Regions from separate parts of the Sus scrofa genome. Here regions 2 and 3 are each linked to region 1. Evidence: chromatin contacts called from public HiChIP or PLAC-seq data. All regions are on one chromosome and are shown on one strand. The core of a region is the stretch at or near the end of the contact, and the rest is flanking DNA. Distances in the headings are between cores, read along the strand shown.

The links. HiChIP or PLAC-seq counts read pairs in DNA pulled down with a chosen protein or histone mark.
Region 2: a contact with region 1 is called in an H3K27ac HiChIP or PLAC-seq map of alveolar macrophages. The contact joins two enhancer-like sites. A contact is called at or near these places in 1 of 5 promoter capture datasets (liver), 1 of 47 Hi-C or Micro-C datasets (embryonic fibroblasts) and 1 of 2 datasets of contacts at active chromatin or transcription factors (alveolar macrophages).
Region 3: an H3K27ac HiChIP or PLAC-seq map of alveolar macrophages shows a contact between it and region 1. The contact joins two enhancer-like sites. A contact is called at or near these places in 1 of 5 promoter capture datasets (liver) and 1 of 2 datasets of contacts at active chromatin or transcription factors (alveolar macrophages).

The regions. Positions count from the first base shown.
Region 1 is chr14:89,337,237-89,340,514 of Sscrofa11.1, forward strand. No RefSeq gene overlaps it. Among named protein-coding and RNA genes, the nearest start is that of ARHGAP22, 7.5 kb to the left of the region's middle. Within about 2 kb of position 1,840, at least 18 of the 83 cell types and tissues checked have an H3K27ac peak or open chromatin away from gene starts, as enhancers often do. A contact at or near this core is called in alveolar macrophages, where this site is marked.
Region 2 is chr14:89,536,954-89,540,090 of Sscrofa11.1, forward strand. It overlaps WDFY4 (WD repeat- and FYVE domain-containing protein 4), which reads left to right. Exons shown (of 66, transcript XM_021073024.1): 44 at 807-1,013; 45 at 2,367-2,418. Among named protein-coding and RNA genes, the nearest start is that of MIR9835, 38 kb to the left of the region's middle. Within about 2 kb of position 1,353, at least 3 of the 83 cell types and tissues checked have an H3K27ac peak or open chromatin away from gene starts, as enhancers often do. A contact at or near this core is called in alveolar macrophages, where this site is marked.
Region 3 is chr14:89,559,094-89,562,153 of Sscrofa11.1, forward strand. WDFY4 (WD repeat- and FYVE domain-containing protein 4) reads left to right here. Exons shown (of 66, transcript XM_021073024.1): 48 at 2,412-2,532. Among named protein-coding and RNA genes, the nearest start is that of LRRC18, 29 kb to the right of the region's middle. Within about 2 kb of position 1,283, at least 1 of the 83 cell types and tissues checked has an H3K27ac peak or open chromatin away from gene starts, as enhancers often do. A contact at or near this core is called in alveolar macrophages, where this site is marked.

The sequences.
Region 1 (3,278 bases), core at 590-3,089:
ACTTCAATGCAATAAAATTAGATATCAATAACAAAAAAGACAGCTAAAAATAAAGGACTTACTTTTTTGTTCTGTTTTGCTTTGTCTTTTTAGGGCTGCACCCACGGCGTATGGAAGTCCCCAGGCTAGGGGTCAAATCAGAGCTTAGCTGCTGGCCTATTCCACAGCCATGGCAACACCGGATCTGAGCCACATCTGCTTCCTACACCACAGCTCACAGCAATGTGGGATACTTAACCCACTGAGTGCGACCAGGAATCAAACCTGGGTCCTCATAGATACTAGTCCAGTATCAGTACCACTGAGCCACAATGGGAACTCCAAGGACATACTTCTAAATGCTGAAAAACATGTTAATTTATTGTCTCAAAGGAGATACTAGAATTGAAATTACAAAATGTTTGGAATTGAATGTGACACAAACAACACATTTCAAGACATCACATGTGACTAGCATGATTCCTTGAAGGAAGTTTATGACATTAAATGTGTATGTTAGAAAACAAAATGTTGAAAATTAACTAAGTATTGACTAAAGACATTAAGGAAAAGATGGCATGTTATGACAGTTTTTTTTTTTTTCAGGTTTAGCTTTGAAAGGGGTTGAAGAAATGAGTTCTTCATGTTCTATATAATTTCCAACTGTTGGAAGTCTCCAAAGCTTAGGACAGGGCCCTTTCTCTCTTGCACACTCTCTCAAGTTACCTTGTCCATTTCTACAGTTTTAAAGTATCATCTGATGGGTCCCAATTTGATATTTACAGACTGGGTCTCATCTTTAAGCTATAAGCTTCCCTTCCTCCCTTCCTTCTTTCCTTCCTTCTTTCCTCCCTCCCATTCTTTTGCTGTGCCCTTAGCATAAGGAAATTCCTCAGCCAAGGATTGAACCTGAGCCACAGCAGTAACTGGAGCCATAGAAATGACAACACTGAGTGCTTAATTGCTAGGCCACCAGGGAACTTCAGGCTTCCTTTTCTAACTGCCCTCTTACCTTCACTGCTTGGCATCTCAAACCTAAGATGTCTTAAACTGGTGCTCCAACCTGTCCCAAACTTGCTCTGCCTCTCCACATCAGTAAATGTTACTGCTTTAAGAAAAAAGAGGTCATTCTTATTTCACCTTCTGACTCATTCCATGAGTAAGGCTTCTAGTTACTTCCATTTCTAAGATATATCCAAATCCATCCTTTTCTCTCCATGTATACTATTGTCCCCCTAAGCAGGCTACCGCTATTTCTTGTCTGTCCTTCTACAGAAAACTTCCTCACTGGCTTCCACGCATGCTCCACTGCCTCAGGTTATTTTCTACAGTGCAGTAAATGAGTAAATTGGAAACTGCCATTTCTCTGCTTAAAAGTTTAACATTATTATGTGTCCCATAATGCAAGTCTCAAGTCCAGGCTCCCCTCCAGATCTTAGAAGGGGCTCCCTGAAGGGTCCTTGCCTATTTCTCCACTTCATCTTGTCCTCACTGCTCTCCCCACCCCACCCCCACCCCCCACACTCCCCACACACAACTTGCCAGCATTATGCTCTGGGCACACTGGTCACTTAACTCTTTTTCTGACCCAGAGCCTTTGCACAGGCTATTTCCTCTTTTTGAAATCCTCCCCACATACTCTTAATAAACACATTCAGTTTGTGGAATGAGCAGATACATACTAGCCTGTTAACATGGGGATTTTTTTAATCCTTATTTCATAGCCAAAGCCTAGCGAGATTGAGTCTATTTTTCAAGGCATTTTTGGCTATAAGGACAGAAACCTAATGGTTCCAGCAAAATGCTTGAAATGATCTCTGGCTGGATGATTGTGGGTCACATGGTATCCAGAGTAAAGAATAATTCCATCTGCTGGGCCTTGGTCATGTGTTCATCTGACTGCCAAGGGGTGAGATCAGCTCCTGCCAACCCGTGTGGAGTAAGACTGTGTGGGGAAAGGCTCCCTGGAACAGCTATATTTGTAATAGCCCCAAACAGAAAATCTTCAAAGTGACTGAACCGGGGGATAGTTAAACAGACTGCAGTCCACCCGTGCCATCGAATCTACTGACAATAAAAAGGCACGGGCTATTGCTATACACGGCCATATAGATGGATCTCAAGAATGCTATGCTGGGAGAAAAAAGCCAGTCTCAAAAGGTCACATACTGTTTGACTGTATTTATAAACATTCTCAAAATGACATGATTGTATAAACGGAAAGCAGCCTAGTGGTTGCCAGGGGTTAGGAAATCAAAAGAGCTAGAGGTGAATGTGATGAAATAATTCTGTATCTCAGTGGTTACAGAAATTGACACATGTGATAAAATATCACAGAATGATGCACACTGGACAAATGTCAGTTTTATGGTTTTGATACTGCATTATATTTATGTGAGATGTAGCCATGGAGAGAAATTGGGAAAGTGTATGTGGGACCTCTCTGTAACAATTTTACAACTTCCTGCAAATCTATTATCATTTCAAAATAAAAAGTTTAAAACATAGACTACAAAATAGTGAATACTCACTAAGAGCGACTATATACATTCCTAATCTATTATGTATAAATATAGAAAGTCCTCTTAGGATGTTAAAACTTTACTAATATATATTATTTATCACACTTTTAAAGATTTATCTAAAGATCAAAAGGCAAAACATGTATGATAATTAATGAATATAATTCCCCCTTTCCCACCAAGACGTGGATGTGATACAGTGTCAGGTCTGCACACAGCCCTAAGAAGCCTATCAGCTTACTTTCTCTCCCTGAAAGTCAGCTGCTGTGTTGTTGAAGGTGTGTGTTAAAGTCCAATGAGTGATAAGAGGCCATCAGGGGAAAGAGAGGCTGCCAGGATGACCAAGGCAGCAGTCATGTGACTAAAGCTTCTTGGATATTCCAGCCCCTCCAGACCCCAAGTGAATGCAGGTGGCAGCCCCCAGCCCACACCATGTGGAGCAGAACCACTCAGCTGAGCCCTGCCTGCTTCCTGTCCCACAGAATCATGAGATGCAATAAAGAGCTGTTATTTTAAGCCACTATATTTTGTCATACAGCGGTAGATATTGGAAATGCTCTCCAATATAACTTGGGAAAATTTAGTAATTAAATTATTGAGCACCTCTGAGGTTAGGGTAGAGGCTACAAAATGAAGTCCCTGACTCAAGAGCTCACAGACTAGAAAAGCAAGAGTCAACTCTAAAAGCAATTTGCAGAATGAATGAGCAGTGGGAGAAGTGTGGAGTGCTGTCCGCGGCAGGGGAGGAGAAAGAATCCTACCCCAGAAAGGCAGAAA
Region 2 (3,137 bases), core at 103-2,602, 200 kb after region 1:
TGCTACAAATTCCAGGTTTCACTCATGTGCAGAGAAAATGAGATAAGAGTAGGTGAGGGGCTCAGCCTAGTGGATGACAATGAGTTTCTTTTCTCTTTATGTTACGTTTATATAGTCTGTTCTTCATGTCATATCAATACTTGTGCGGTGATATAGGAAACTTCAGTCTAGCATACCTAAGCAGTTCAAGGGTGTTGATGTGCTTTGTAGAAGGTTGGAGTTAATAGTCTCACCAAAGGTATAACAGTCAAGTGCTACGTATGCAAACTATGAGGATGTCATATATATTAGGTAGAATTATCTTCATTAATATCAAAGATTTTAGCTTCTCACCACACCTTCAGTCCAGACACTGGAAGGAGTATTTTTAGCATCATTTTGAAGGGTAGAGGATGTGGTAAAATTCCCTGTCCATTTTGAAGAGTAGGGCTCTGGTGATATTCTGTGTCCATTCTATAAAGTAGCTGTCCAATCCACTCTGATGAATAGCATGGGGACCTACCTTTGGGACCTGTTGCTTTCTGCACAGCACCCAGCAGTCACATGGCTCCAAAGGCCAAAGGGAAGATGTTATTCACCTCCTTTAATCTGAATTAAATGGTTTCAAAGCCGACAAACCAGTTTCTTCTCCTGGTCTGGTCTTGGCTCCAGAGAGTATATTACACACCCTGAAGCTGCTTGGGGCTGCCTACAGGGGTGGTTTTCCTTAAGGAATTATGGGGCGCTTGGTCTGTTCACCCCAGAAGGTTTGGGGCCAAGCCGGTGAGGGAACATGTCCGGGGTGACACTGTACTTCTCCTTCCCAGAGGCGGAGATGTGGCAACATCCAGGCAGCCAGTGCCTGGGCCAGGATCCAGGAGCAGCTTTTTGGGGAACTGGGCTTGTGGGGTCAGACGGCAGATGCCACACCATGCCCCCAGTGGGAGCTGGACTGGAGAGAAGGACCTGCTCGTATGAGGAAACGCCTCAGACGCCTGTCTCCACTGGAAGCCCTGAGTCGGGAAAGGCTCAAGGTAGGAATTAGATGCATTGAGACAGGATGCTTCCAGACAGAAAATGTGTAGGGAGGTATCTCCTTAGCTTTTCCATCTTACCTTGTTTTCTTATGCAGCACTTTGGCATGAGCGGGTAGGAGAAGGAATGTATGCACTCAGCTCTAGGAGAGCTGTTAGGTATTCTTAATGCTGTTTAACAGGAGAAAAGAATCACTAACTCTTAAGGTGCTTAGAACAGGTGCTACAACTACAGCCTAAAAGAATGAAAAAAATGAGCGAGTGATTCATATCTACACCATCGACCCAGTACCATGCAAGTCTGTTAGAATGATTTAGGCAGAGCCATGTGATGGCTCTGCTTGCCCAAGTTATGTGTCATGGAGCAGTCATAACCAGCATCGCTACAGGCATTATTGTGCCAAGCAAATCCTGTATCAAGTCTTACAGTGGAAATATCTTGAACTCAGCTATTTCTGCATACTTGAGCCAGTGACCCACTTAGTCCAAATGACACTGGGATTGGATTCCCAGGCAATGGAATCCTGGCAGTCCCTGGGAATTTGCTGTCATGAAGCTTGGACTCCCTGTCAACGTATATTTTTGCCTTTTAAAGGTTGGAGAATGATCCTTGGGTTGGTAGTGGATGTAAAAGAATCTGCTAAATAATGTTTCATGTCCTCATCGAACAATCCTGATTTAAGATATTCTAAAAAGCAGACTTCCAAACCCTGAAACACAAGACATTTCCTTCTGCACTACAGTGTTGGGTTTATTCTCTAGTCTGTCTTTTGTCCATGTTAAATCCTTTATAAAACCTAATGAAAAATTATATTTCATATATTCAGTAGACACTTTAATTTTTAATGCATCGTCAACAAACATCTGGTGGTCTATAGTATTTTTTCTTCGATGCCTTCCTTAGGAGATGGAGGCAGGAAAAATAAGCCTGCAGATGGTGCTGCTGACAAGGCCAAAAGCTGTCTATGGAACCTGGTCTCTGGTCTCTTGGGTTGTCCAGCCCCAGGCCCTGTCCCTGGTCCCCTCTCCAGGGTGGCCTGTACCACAGACATCCAGGATGCTCTCTAGTCCCATTTGGCATTATCTTTGGTAATTACCGTAAATCCTACTTAATGGAAAATTGCGGGTTTTTTCCCATTTGACTTAGGAACATTAATACTCGCATTTTATTTTGGTCCTGTAGGATTTGGCACTTTGCTTCCCTTGCATCTGGGTCTTGAGTGTATGGGTAATTGGAAGGGGTCATAAGTGTGTGCGTGTGTGCGTGTGTGCATGTGTGTGAATCTGTGGAATGGGGGGAGGGGCATGTATGTATCCAGGATTTAATTTCTCTTTTCTCTGGTTTTACTGCAGGAAAGCCAAGACAGAAATGGTGATATTTCTCAAATAAATGTTGAAAACCAAGGTATTCAGTATATCTGTTTTATTTTACTTTTATATTTAGATCAATTCTTGGTTTTATTTAGCATCTTCTTAAAGGTAGGAAGTTAATATTTTCTAGGAAGAAAATGCTTCAAGTCTAGAGTAGGGAGTTCAAGGCCTTCCATACTGCACTCTCCAGAATGAGGAAGGAGGGACCCATTCCAGACCTGGACACTCCTTCAGGAAAGATTTCTTATTTAGGTTACAACAGTGAGAATGTTTTTCAAGAAATCTTGTCAATTTGCTATATGAGGGAAACCTTAAAAATGCCCTTCCAGGGAGTTCCTGTCATGGCTCAGTGGTTAATGAATCTGACTAGGAACCATGAGGTTGCAGGTTCGATCCCTTGCCTCGCTCAGTGGGTTAAGGATCCGGCGTTGCCATGAGCTGTGGTGTAGGTTGAAGACATGGCTCAGATCTGGCATTGCGTGGCTCTGGGGTGGGCCGGTGGCTACAGCTCTAATTAGACCCCTAGCCTGGGAACCTCCGTATGCCGCAGGTACAGCCCTAGAAAAGACAAAAAAATTTTAAAAATCCCCTCCCCAAATACAAACACATGTTCAGTTTGTGACCCAAAACACATAGGAAGAAAAATAGGAAAATGTTTTAGAGCAAAAATGAATGGAACAGATATTTAATACTTATGAGTTCTCTGATTATGAAAAGATATAATGGTCATATTATTTCTCCAATTAAAAAATA
Region 3 (3,060 bases), core at 33-2,532, 220 kb after region 1:
ACCACACGGGAAACTCCCTAAAAGCATTTTCTAGAGGGCTCGTTCTCATGTCACCACTGTTTCAGAGTCCTAGGTTGAGAATCTGTCTGCACACAGTAAACTGAAACAAGGGAGCAAGTGGGAGGAGCTCTGTAAATGCCAGCCTGCCTGCCGCCTCAGGGAAGAAAAGGTACTGCTTGTGAGCTTGGGTTTTAGACTCAGAGGACCTGGGTTTGAATCCAGTTCCCCATGACCTTAGAAAAGTCACCTCTTCTCTTTAAAATGCAGCTTCCTCATTTCTGATATGGGGATCATAATAACACATGTTCAGTAAGGGTTCATTATGCAGATCAAATTAAATAAGGACTGGTAAGTGCTGGATAGGCTGTAGAGCCTGACAGCAATCAGTCCACCAGCAAACTGCCCAGAGCTCCAGGGAAGAGGTAGAAGAGGAGAGCCGTGGGCATAGGTCTGTGCCCCCATGAGCTTTATTGTCAGCTGGGGACCGAAACCAAGCAAAGGTGCAGCTAAGGTGCAGAGGATGTTTGCTCTGCCCCCACAAGAATGGGGCCACAGGACCACAGAGGAGTCATCGTCGTCCCTGTCACCAGAGCCTTCACCTGGGATGCTGTTTGGCCTAAGTTAAGGGTATGAACCAGAATAACCTCTGTGGCCTCACTGGGAGTCAAAGAAATTTAGGGGGAGCTCAGCTTAGCCCCAAAGGGAAGCATTAATAATGAACAAAGGACCTCAGCCAGCAGTAGGTTTGAATTAGAACATCTGAGCAGAAGCATCCAGAACCAAAGCCACATTTGTGTTTGTTCAATCCTACAGCAATGTGGCTTAGGGCAGGGAACCTGAGAGGATTGTTCTAAGAAGGGGCAGGAGAAGCTGCAAAAGGTCTGGCTGTGCAGGGGGCACTGAGCAGCGGCCTCAGGCTCTGTCCCACATGGGGAGCCTTCCCTTCTACTCAGCAGTGATCACTCTGTATCGTGTGCAAGTCCGAGCTCTTAGCACTATGGACCTGACCTCTGACTGGAGAAGTCCTGCCAGCCCTAGTGGTGGCCTGATCTCTCTCCATCTCCCCTGGGAGTGCGGCCTATTCTGGAGGCTGGGTAGTGGGGCGGCACCAGCATCTGGAGCTGGGATGGGAGTAGGTGAAATCCATTCCTGCATGGGGCTCTTTGGCTCTTACGTTTCAAGGGCTAAGGTGCTTGGGAGGCCCTCCTTTCTCAAGTCCTAAAAGCATTTCATCAGAGCTTTTGTGGTTATGTACACAATGTAAAATTGCTATGTAACTCAGATGTTCAGAAATGTCACTGTCAGAGTTCCTGTTTGGGCTCAGCAGAAGCAAATCTGACTGGTATCCATGAGGATATGGGGTCGGTCTCTGGCCTCACTCAGTGAGTTAAGGATCTGGCATTGCCATGAGCTGTGATGTAGTTCAAAGACGCAACTCAGATCCTGCGTTGCAGGCCAGCAACTGCAGCTCCAATTTGACCCCTAGCCTGGTAGCCTGGGAACTTCCATATCCTTCAGGTTTGGCCCAAAAAAGCAAAAAAAAAAAAAAAAAAAAAAAAAGAAGGAAAGAAATTTAACTGTCCATATGTCCATAACTGAAGTCAAATTTACTTTTCAAGTGCCCATTTGTGTTGCTGATGGAAATGCTGATGGAAAGCTTCATCTGGTTGGTTATCTGAAGATATTTTAATTACTTCCAGTGCAGAAATTCAAATTCATGAATCTACCTTCTTCCTCTCCCTTTCCTCCCCAGAGGAGAAATTCTGACCTCTTGGAGAGGCATCAGGCCTGGGTGGACCACCCTCTGCTCTTGATGGCCTCTACTATAATGTTGCCAGTCGCTGGCTCTGGGCATAGTGCTCTGGGTCAGGGGTCTGCTGTGGATGCTGGGGTCATTGTCTTCCAGCCCATCAGTGCTCTCAGCCCTGCTACCCACCTCCTTAGGGGTTCAGAGTTCTCTGCTACTTTCTCCCATTTTACACTAGGCTCCAGCCCAATAGATAGCATGGCTAGCTCCATGTAGTTGGAAGCCATGCTAAACATGGCTCAGCCCTATGTTCCAGGAGCCTGAATCTCTCCAGACTTTACATATCTCTTTCACCCTTGCCCCACCCCATCAACCCACTTCTGCCCTTTGTACCCAGAGAGCCTTCTCATACTTGTGCTCTGCCACTGTGTGTCACTGTCTGTCCTGGAGGCGGTCCCCTTGCTTTGTTGCCCCTTCCCTGGGTAAGGCCAATGCCCCACCCTGCTCCTCAGGGCAGGGCTGACACAGACAGTTGCTCAGACAGGGTTTATCAGGTGCTGGCATCTCCTCCAATGTGCCCCAGAAACTCTCGTGGGGCCTCAGTGCAGGCAGGGGAACAAGCCCACTAGACGCCCTCACACCGAATGTCTTGCTTCCTTTCCAGCATCAGCGATCCATTCATTTTCAACATGTGCAGCAAAGACAGGTCCTCTGATAACTACTCGTGTCAGCGTCATAGCTACGGTGACCTCAGGGAGCTCCGGCAGGCGCGTTTCCTCCTGCAGGTATGTCCCAGGAGGGAGCCAGAGGGAGGGCCGTCTCTTCAGGTGAAGTGTGCTCCAGGTGCCAATGAGGCCTCATCTGAAGTGAGAGGTACATCTCTGTGGCCCCCTTCATGCCTGTGCACAGCCCAGTGTCCTATGGGACACCTGTGGATCCTCCTGGCTTATGTTGGGCTGATCCCCTGGCTGGAATGGAGTTCCGTCCTCTGCTGCACTCTCTCCCCAGTTCCTGCCATTTGGTTGCTGGGCCCTTCTCTTTCTGACTCTGTCATTTAGGGTCCAGCCTTGTTGCTTTATTTTCCCCTTGACCTGTCCCAGAGCTGCCTTGGAGATTCAAAAATATGGGCCAGGGCAGCTCCACTGTCTTAGGGCAAAGCTGATGACTGAGAGCTGAATGCCCGTCTGTCCTGTTCTAACCGTGTGGACCCCTCTGAGGGCCACAGACCCTCTTCCTCCCACTCCCCACAGCTTCACCTATCTTTAAGCTCAGGGTCATTTCCCTGAGTGGGCTGAGTGGTTTAGAGATCTCCT